Regions from separate parts of the Gossypium arboreum genome. Here region 2 is linked to region 1. A link is a contact called in public Hi-C data. All regions are on one chromosome and are shown on one strand. Each heading gives the region's core, a stretch centred on a gene start, on an enhancer-like site or on the middle of the called end of the contact. The rest is flanking DNA. Distances are from core to core; before and after follow the strand shown. Region 1 holds the start of LOC108480881 (non-specific lipid transfer protein GPI-anchored 6-like). Region 2 overlaps LOC108486323 (E3 ubiquitin-protein ligase BRE1-like 2).

Region 1 (5,319 bases), core at 1,471-3,970:
AGCTACATTTTCCTTGTTACTCTTAACAGCCCTTTTATTTCACAGTTTATAACAATATGCTTTGACGTGACCTAACTTCTTATAATAGCGACACCTTTAGTCTTGCTTCTTTGATGCTACCAAAACAAAAGCTTGTCTATCTGCCTTGCTATCCGAACCAAACTCATTTTCGAGTTTGTCTTTACTCAAAAAATGACCCTTCATATCCTCGAACGAGAGTTTGTCTCTGTCAAAAATCAGGGTATCCCTGAAAAACTTGTATGAAGGGGGTAAAGAACATTATAATAGCATAGCCTGATCTTTATTGTCAATCTGGACCTCAATGTTATTTAAATCATTTAAAAGGGTAATGAATTGACTGATGTGTTCTCTAAGAAGCTCACATTCGTTCATGCGAAACGTAAATAAATATTGTTTCAACCCTAACGGTTAGCCAGAGACTTAGTCCCATAAAGAGTTTCTAACCTTTTCCACAAGGCGGATAAGGTCTTCTCCATCAATACCTCTTGCAATACCCTATTCACAAGGCAGAACTGGATTGTAGACAAGGCCTTTTCATCAAGCTCTTCCCATTCTGATTGATTTAGATTCTTGAGCTTTTTCCCAATAACGACCTTTTTCAAGTTAGTTTGAACTAAAATTGCCATCATCCAAACTTGCCACAAATTGAAATTTGTGACACCATCGAACTTCTCAATGTCAAACTTTGTTGTTGCCATCTCTGAACGGACTAATTTACGAAAATTAAATTAGCTCTGATACCAGTTGTTAAGGATTGACTCGATTAAGCAGCGAACAAGCAAAAATAGTGAAAGAAATTGAGAAATTGAACATACAAATTTAACGTGAAAAAACCTCTTCAAAGAGGATAAAAGCCCATGGACAAAGATAATTTTACTATAATGATAAAAGAACGAAGAGTACAAAGATGGAGATAAAAATTAAACCCCGAAACCCAAAAAAACAAAGAACCCTCAAGGCATAAACACAAAATTCTCTAAAAGTGTTTTGAGTTCTAATATCTAACGGGTGTGTTTTTTAAGGTTATAAAAAAAACTATTTATAGGCTAAATTCATAGGTCAAATAATAATAAAATAATTTAGACTAATCAAAATTTGATTGAAATAAATAAACAAAATTTAACTGAAAGATTATTTTTCAAATTTAACTAAAATAGGAATCATACTCAACAATGATAGATGCTTATCAAAATTGGTTGGATGAACAACAAAATGAACTTATAAATAGGCAACAACGTGATGTCACTTGGAGTGCAGTTTTGGAATGTCTTTGATCAGCTTTTTGTGCTTTATTTTCCTATTATATATGACACTCTTTTTAGGTATTTCTTGGAAAGTTTTATTCATTATATTGTGAGATATTTTGTTGAAGTAATTTATAATAATATAGGTTCAACCTGCAGGTGTAAGATTTGTGAATCGTGATTTCTGTTCCATTCTCTGTTATAATAGAAGTTGAAATAAAATAATCTTCTACCATTTTTGTTCTCTCTCAACCTCTGTTCAAATAAAAGTTAAAAAGTGCAAACCAAAAAACTTTTTCATATCATAAAATGATGTGCTTACTCACCATGAATATCAACACATTAAATATAAGAATATATAATTGCAAAAAAAAAAATCAAAGACAAACTAAAAAGGAATTTAAGATAAAAACATAACTGGATCCTGGTCCAAACTCTTAAATTATGGATATAACAAACATAGCCGCAGCTGCGTGTAAACTTCTATCATTCACACAACAGAGTTTTGGTGTATGTGGAAAACCCATAGTGAAAATCCGACAGCTATCTCTACTACTCCCACGCGCTTCTTTCCCATTCCTCCATCACTCTTCTCTGCAGCACTGCTTGTGGAGTTACCTACGTACATAGATATATTTATCTGTATCACTGTGTTGAACATGAATATGTGTCCTATATGGTTTTTTCTAAGTTTTTTTTTTAATATATATATTTGGAGATGTTCGGAAATCATAAAAAATGAGAATGAGATGGTATGTGGTAATAGTAAAGAGAGATGAGGTATATGTTACCACTCGCAGGTGGGGATGTGGAATGCTTCTCTGTCAGCTTTTGATATCCTTGGAATAACTTAGCTTCCTGGGAGTTGGGTGCCAAGTGCAGAAGGGCTGAAATCAAGAAAAAAAAAAAGAAAAAGAAAACAGAAAATGAGGGAGAAGCAAAGGTTATGAAATGCAATAGCATAGAGTGGAAGAGGTTTTAGTTACAGATGCATTCCGTAATGTTAACAGTGTCATGACAAGTGTGAGGGAGGGTTGCAGCAAGACTAGCATTGATGTTGAGGCCAAGACTGGGGTCATCTCTATCTTTAATCAACACACACAGGCATTTCTTGCTCTTAACCAACACTTGTTTCAGCCCACCGCAACAATCCATGGTGGGGGCTTTGGCCTGTCCACCAACGTATGGAAGACATGGAGCAAGCCCGACTAGCTGATCAGTGCATTCCGCTTTGTCTTGGTTCACATCACTGGATGCCAAACCCAGCAGCATGAGAAGCAGGGTGAAAGAGAGTGTGAAAGCCTCATGTTTGGACTCCTTCATTGTTTTCAGTGGTAAGTAAGGCAAAGGGAAAGTAGAAGAAAAAGAAAGGAATTGAAACTAAACACATTTCCATTATCCAGGGGCTATATAGTGAGAGAATGAGAGTTGTGAAAAGGAGAGAGAGACAAGTGGTTGGTGGCGATGGAGTTTGAAATTATTATGGTATAAATAATTAATTAAGTTCTTCCACAAGGGTCTTCATCTTCAACTGTGATCATTATTTGTTTTAATTGAGCAAAGCCTTACCTGTTATATACGCACTCTCTTCCAAATAAGCTATTGTCCTCATCAAAAAAACAATTATGAGGTATTATGCCAGGTTGAACAAAGAAATCCAGAAAATTGAAAATTTGATTTAAATCTATGTATTCTGTCCAGTTTGGTTTTGGATTGAGGTTGTCACCCACATCATACATTCGAATTTAAATTCAATTTTTTCATATAAAACTCGTTGTATTCAAATCAAACCAAAAATATATATGTTTAAAAGAATAGTTGTAATAGAATATAGAATATTATTATTATTATTATTATTAAAATTAGATACGATCATATAAAAAGTTAAAGTTATGAAAATATTTCATAAAAAAGTTATAAAAGTATAGTTTTATATTAGAGTAAGTAGATCATTTTTAAATATAATAATTAGTATAATTTTAATTTTAGAAAATAGTTTATTAAACTTTATAATATTTTATTTATAAAAGAAACAATTATTCAAAGGTTGTCAATTATATATATTTAATAGGTATCAATTTATTCCATTATATGGAAGATTACAATTACTCGGTTATAAAATTGACATAATGATTTATTTAGTCTTCTAACTTTATAAAAAAATCATTTTAGCCATTCATTGTTTACCTCTTTTAGCCATTAAACTTGTATTTTTTGTCAAATCACCCCAAAATGAATGGAAAAATTAAACTTTCTTAACTTTCTTGACATGACATCTATGTGTATTCCATGTTAGCAACTAATTAATTTTAAAAAATTAAAAAATTTAAAATTTTTTTATGATTTTATACTTTTAAAAATTTTAATACTTTTAATATTTTTAATTTTGTAATTTCTTTAAAAATAATTAATTGCTAACGTGGCATCCATGTGTATGCAACATTAGCAAAGTTAACAAATGTTTACTTTTCCATCCATTTTAGGGTGATTTGACAAACAGCATAAGTTTAAGGGCTAAAAGAGGTAAAAAAGTAAATGGAGGGTTAAAATGACTTTTTTACAAAGTTGAAGGGTCAAATAAATCATTAAGTGTAAATAATTAAAGCTAGAAACCAATTAAACTAATTAAAAAATGATACAGCAAACATTAGGTATATGAACAATTTAAGTATTAGCTTTCCTTTTAATAGCTTTGAATGATTTATCAACCTAATAATTTAACTTAAAATGATTTTATAAATAGTCTTGTGGAGGATTATGATATTAATTTAATTATTTAGTTCATTTTATTTGTGTATAAATGAATCTAGAGCATGTATTATTATTGTTCGAAAAAATTAAGAATTGCAATATTAAATTTTGGGGCCCAAAACAAGATTTGAACTTAGGGTTTAAGATCATTAATGAAACAATATGCATTATAATAATATAGTTGTATAGGGTTACATATCGTTACTAATCTACCTTAATTATATAATGCTAATTGTATATAATATAATTGTTGATACACAGTATCAATTGAAGTAGAGAAGGAGGAGAGGGGGCGGTGTTAAAGAAGGCCGATTCATCCGTTCTAGGGCCAAGAGCCAGAAAGTAGTCCCCTTACTGTGTTGATCCCTATCGAGTTAGTAGAAATTGGGTTAGTAAGCCTAGAATGGTCACTCTTTGTTTTTAAATAATTGTAGTAAGAGTTATATCAAGTGATTAATTTGTTCTAGTGGATAAGAGTTTTGTGTCTGTGCTTAGGGTCTTGTTTGTTCCAATCATTTCCCTTGATTTTTTATTATTTTTGTTCCAACCCCTGAATTTGAATATCTAGCTTATCTATTATTTTCTCTCATATATTAATAAGATTGAGTTTTTTGGTTTAGTGGTAAGGCCTTAGCTTAACTAAAGGTCTTGTGCTTGAATCCTGTGCGTGCAAAGCGAAATTATTTTTGCTATTCCCTTGTGCTGCCCATGTGTTTGAAAATAGGTTGAATTTGGATTCTGGGAAATCTGATAAGGATAACTAACAAATTTAGTGGTTGGTTTTAAAAAATAATAATATATTCTTTTTGGAGAATTTTTCTCTCCAAAACACTCCCTCAACCGTCCCACTCTCTCCCTCTCTCATCTTTTGTCATCCTAAGTTTGTTCCCCTTTCCATCTCATGTTTGTTTTCCCTCTTTTTAATTCTTTTCTTTTGTTATAGTAAAGCAATGGTTGTGTTGATTTCCTTTGTTTTCTTAAAGATTACTCTTTAGTTTTCATTCCTTGCCTTCTTGATTCTCATTATCATCTTGTTCTGTGGTGTTGATTGGTAACACTTCATTGTGGTGTGGTCGAGCGTGCTTTAGATGTCGCATCCCTAAAATTAGGTTAGTAGAAATTGGGTTAGTGAATCGAGAGAGAGGTCATGTCTTGTTTAAAAATAAATGTTGAGAAATTGCTAAGTGAATTAATTTGGTTCAGTGGTTTAGTGTTGTGTTGGTGTGTGTGAGGTCTGGTGTTCAAACCTATTCCTTTGAAAATTCTGTATTATTCTTATTCCTTGTTCTAGCTCTTTCTGTGT
Region 2 (5,107 bases), core at 422-2,921, 100 kb after region 1:
ATCCCTATTTCATGACCACATATCTTTCTATTAGATAGAAATAGATTTAATAAATACTGATAACTCTCGGATGGAATATTAGAACGCAAAAAATCTATTAGGTAATGAACTATTGGTTCTAAATCATCTTTGGCGATGAATCAATAATTCAAAGTGCTTTTCTTGCATATTCTTGATAAATCAGTGTTTATATATAGATATAGAGGATCTAGAACATTTTATCAAAAACGGCCCATTCCTGTAACTTTCCAAAAAATCAGCCTATTTTTGTATTTTAAAGAAAATGACTTTATTTGGTAATTTAATCGCATAAAATATGCTAATATCATATTTAAACCCGACTCAATCCACTATAAACACCTCTAATTGCGTGTTATAGGACCAACCCATAAAACAAATTTGAAAACCTTACCCTATATACCACAATGACATGCTTCTTCCGTCTCATGCTGCCCTGTGCCGTACTTCGTGTTCCCTCAATTTTTTTCATAAGCTCCCTCTCGAATTCTCTTCCATTACATAACTGACTTCTTTTATCTCTACTTTGCCCCTTCTACAATACAATTTTGACCGAGGCAATTGCTTTTTTCTATTTTATATTTTTTCCATCTTCCACCTTTTTTTCTCTTTTATTTGATATGTTAAAAAGCTTTGCTTAATCATGTTAAAAAATGGAAAAGAAATCTGAAACAAAAGTAAAAAATTCAAGTAATCAAATACCGGTTTAACTAGGTTTTTAACCCGGTTTGACTGGTTATACTACGGCTCAAAGAATTTCCGGTCTGATGAGGGTGACCAGACCCACTAGATCACGGTCCAACCGATGCAACCGACCAGCCGGTCTGGTTTCCAAACACTGATCAAAAGGGACAAATTCCTGAAGATGATGTGATGATTTACCTAGTTTGATTTCCATTTACAATTGGCATACATGCCATGCCCTGCCCATCAAATAATTACATATGAAAAAGAAAAAAGAAAAACATTATTTCTATAACTATCAAGTTGGGGTTTCAAGATGCTAACTCTTGACTAACCTAAATCAAAGATTGAAATACAAAAGCCATGGAACACTCTTTTTCATATTTTCACAAACCGAACATCATTCTGACCAAATGCAGTTCCACAGCCGGGGCACTTTCGATGCCGTATCTCTAAATTTCTCTGTATACATGGATTGCAAAATAGGTGATAGCACTTAACAATTACTACCTGCCAAATATGACAAGCCAACACATCCATCAGTCCAATAAGAGGTTGAGGAAATTTAAACATACGAGTACATATTGTGAGAGAAAAACAGGTCAGCATAACTCACCTCTTTTGGCCGGTCAAAACACACACCACATTTGAGAATATTCTTGCAATTTTTAATCTCATCCTGAAGCTTCTGTATTGCAGTCTCTCCAGTTTCAGAACTCAACTCAGCAACCTTGCTATTCAGTTCGTCAAGCTCTTCCTCAAGCTTCTTCCTCTGACTTCTGGGTGTAGAGAAACCACATTTCAACAGAGGACAGATTTAATTTTTGAAGGAAAGCTAAATAATTTAATTTAACTTAAACACGAAGAAAAGGTATTTTCTTGGCAAGGAAACATGTCTAAAGTCCTAAGGGGCAAAAATTATAATCTAAAGTGCTAAGCTGAAATGTTCCAGAATAAATGCAGCATAGGCGTAGATTAAAGCATTGTTATTGTAGCAACTGTTGACCATGATAACAGCCTGTCCCTCACTATCTTTGCAGCTAATTCCAGCACACATTATACTGTCATAGGCAATAAAGAGTAGAGCTATGTTGCTCCAACACTTCATTTCTGTTAAGGTGCCTGCGACTGACACTCATATCCTATACATGGACATAGTCATGTAACCTCCAAAGATCATCCAAATACATGAAAAAAAAACACTTGCCCATGATGGACGTGCTAATATCCAACATTCACCACTGAGTCTAACATAGGAGAAAAGCAATGCTTTTGGATTCGCATAACATACATATATGATCTTTTATCTTCTAATTCCACCGAAAGACAGTACAGCTGAGCAAGAAAAAAACATAGGCCTGGGAAATCCACCAAAAACAGAAAAGAAAACTCACTGTTCCTTATCCAACTTCATTTGGAACTCATCCACCTTTCGTTGGAGCTGCTCATAGTCCTTCTCAGAAGATGCTGCAGCAGATTTAAGCCACTTGAACTCCTTCTCAGCATCGGCCAACTCCCACTTCGCAGTTTCAAGGCTAATCATAAAATGTCTATCCTCTTGAGTGAATTTAACAGCATCTGTCAGACAAACTTTTATCTGCAAGGTTTAAATTATAGGTTGGTCAAAAAAGCTACAAATTGATAAATAAATAAATACACGTAAATATATTTAGAAGGTCAATTTTCTGGAACGAGTTTTAGCAGCACACAACTATTTACCTGCTCCTCGCTCTGACCAATCCTCATTTTCACGGACTCGATTGATGAATTGACCTGCTTAAGTTGCCTTGCTAATGCCTGCTTTTCAGAAAGCAAGAAACTATGTGCTTGTTTTGTCTTTACACTCTCAGAGACAAGCTGCATTTAATGCCATCACAATTACAGAAATTTCCCAAGCACCAAGACCAGATAAATTTTTCTACTTAACTATCAATATATACAGAAAGCAAGAATAAAGTTAAAATATCAAGGTATATAATATGCATTGGACCTTAATATTGTAGTCATCTCTCTCAGTCATCTGCTGCAACAGATGCTGGTTCTGTGTCTGCATATCTTCATAAGCCTGGCCAATGGTCTGGAAAAAAAAAAAAGAATTCTCTCATCATGCAGACAACAAAGAGGCACTAAATGACGAGAGTAGTACCCAAGGAAAGGCAGCTCTAGCAATTCAGTGAATACAAGAGAAAGGTGGCAGGAACCAAAACTGAATATATACTTCTTTCTCCCTAAGAAGGAATTTTAGACAAACCTCAATTTCAGAAATATATGTCTCTGACTCTCGATCTTTACTTTTAATAGCCTCCGTGAGTTCCAAAACATCCCTGTAATTTATTGTAAGATTAAATAGTTAGATAACACTACTAAATGGAAATTTCAGGAAGCAAAAAGAAATAAATCATGAAAATAAAAACCAGAAACTTATTTTAGAGAACTCAAACACCTCTTGCTTGTGCAAGTCACAAATGTTTGACATTAAGGATGAAGTAACAATTTGAATCATACTATCTACAGAGTTCTATAACTTGTAATAGGTGTTTTACCTCTATAGCAAGCATCAAATGGTTCTAACGTCAAATTTATTAGATAAATTTTTAGGATCAAGGTCTGTAACACTCACATGCCCGACTTGATTGTTGCATCACGGTATCGAAATGTTACATTAGATGTCATACCAACAATAATCAAATTCAATTCATTTAAAGCTTATGATCATTACACCATCTTACACATCTCAAATTCATTTCGAGTTTTTATACAAGCTTATTGCAATTCTCTAAATGGTCTAAGGTTGATTAGAGACTAAAATGTAAAATAGTTTAAAATTTTCATATCAACATTGCAATGTAGGTTTCACGTCGCGACATCACATTCTAACTTAAACTCGTCGTGACATGATGAACTCATTGTCACTACTTAATCATCAAATGGTTTTAACTTATCACAAAATAAGTTAGGAGGATAAGTTAATTAAACTGTTTGAGCAGTCCTAGAGAGACGTTTGTATAGCATAAGATGCTCTGTGGTAATAAATGAACTAAAATCATAGTTGTAACTCTATATTTTGAGCATGTAAACTCTGGAAATATAAAAATTAGAGGAAGGGATATCCCTTGTATAAAAGTATACCATCCCAACAAGTGTAAAAGGTTTCGACCAAGTTTAGGAAAGAAGGCTACATAATCTTTAAGTGGTTTAATAGGTACTGGCAAATTTTCAGAACAAAATAAATGACTAGTGTTAACTTAGCACACTAAAAGGCAAGTTAAAATGATATACTCCTACCAAACAAGGTGTAAAAGCTTGACTGGGTATAATGGAAGGATAAAGGCATACTTTAGATATTTGAAAATACACAAGGGCTGATTTTCTACTTAAGCCGTTAAGGCAAAAAAAAAAAAAGAAAAAAACTCAAAAAGGAAGTCACATCACTCAATATCATAATAACTCAAATGTTCATCATTCGATTTCAGACTCCTTAGAACCAAAATGACATAAGTCCTTATAACTTACCCCAAACCCCTAAAAAATGCAAAATACCAAATATAAACCGAAAATGCCACTAATTGGCACAAAATAAAAATACAAATTAAAACAACCTGTATGCATTATATACATAGTTAAAATCAAACCCATAAAATACAAATTACAATCCTAGCTAATTTAAGCTCTCAACTAGCACATTTGATCCTCCATCACTCTGCCCTGTAGTTGGAGAGAGCTCGATCTTTAATTCCACTAACTCAAAAGAGAAATTTCTAGCAAGACCCATAAATAACAATGTTAAAATCTACTTCATTTGTGACATTCACATCTTCAATAAAGCAACTTGCATCTCATCTTTTTATACACGTCGAATGACAAAGTCAATGGAAGAACTATCATCAATAACAATGAGCTTAATCTCATTATTTAGACAAATACCTCAAATGAAAGACCTTCATTAGGCACAACTTGAACAAAACTCTTCAAGTTTTAGGATAGCCACAAAATGAGTTTTACAAGCAGTAAATTTAGCATCCTCATCAAGTAAATTGTGTTGCAACAACTCAACAGATTCTCACATATCTCATCTCTCAAACCCTCTTCAACAAGATTGTTCTTTAGGGCCTCAAAAGCAAGGAATATGCTCACAATACAACATCAACGTGCTTTTAAATAATAGGATTTTCCTTCTCAGGGAAGAACACTCCTGAGAAACGAACTTTGAATAGGATCAAATATTTTCAAAATTGCCCCACTTCATCAGAAGCCTAATGTAATGCAGCTTTTGTTTTGATCGGTTCATAATGTGCCTTATATACTGCATCTTTTATTCCCATTAATTCATAACAAATAAGTTCGTTTTCCCCTTTTGAACTTCTCCTTGCTCATCTCTGAAAACATGCTACTCATCAAACAGATG

Evidence for each region. Hi-C and Micro-C count contacts between places; a contact is called where the count stands out from the background.
Region 2: a contact with region 1 is called in a Hi-C map of leaf, with 2.1 times the contacts expected there. The contact joins the enhancer-like site here to the promoter of LOC108480881 in region 1. A contact is called at or near these places in 2 of 5 Hi-C or Micro-C datasets (both in leaf).

The regions. Positions count from the first base shown.
Region 1 is chr8:120,613,446-120,618,764 of ASM2569848v2, forward strand. LOC108480881 (non-specific lipid transfer protein GPI-anchored 6-like) reads right to left here and starts at 2,721. Exons shown (of 3, transcript XM_017784007.2): 1 at 2,252-2,721; 2 at 2,057-2,152; 3 at 1,544-1,883. The coding sequence starts at 2,588. The coding sequence ends at 1,756.
Region 2 is chr8:120,715,535-120,720,641 of ASM2569848v2, forward strand. LOC108486323 (E3 ubiquitin-protein ligase BRE1-like 2) reads right to left here. Exons shown (of 20, transcript XM_053031758.1): 15 at 2,954-3,026; 16 at 2,693-2,779; 17 at 2,422-2,559; 18 at 2,097-2,299; 19 at 1,319-1,481; 20 at 875-1,212. The coding sequence ends at 1,081. It also overlaps the pseudogene LOC128296646. Among protein-coding and RNA genes, the nearest start is that of LOC108486323, 9.0 kb to the right of the region's middle. Within about 2 kb of position 1,672, at least 1 of the 2 cell types and tissues checked has an H3K27ac peak or open chromatin away from gene starts, as enhancers often do. A contact at or near this core is called in leaf, where this site is marked.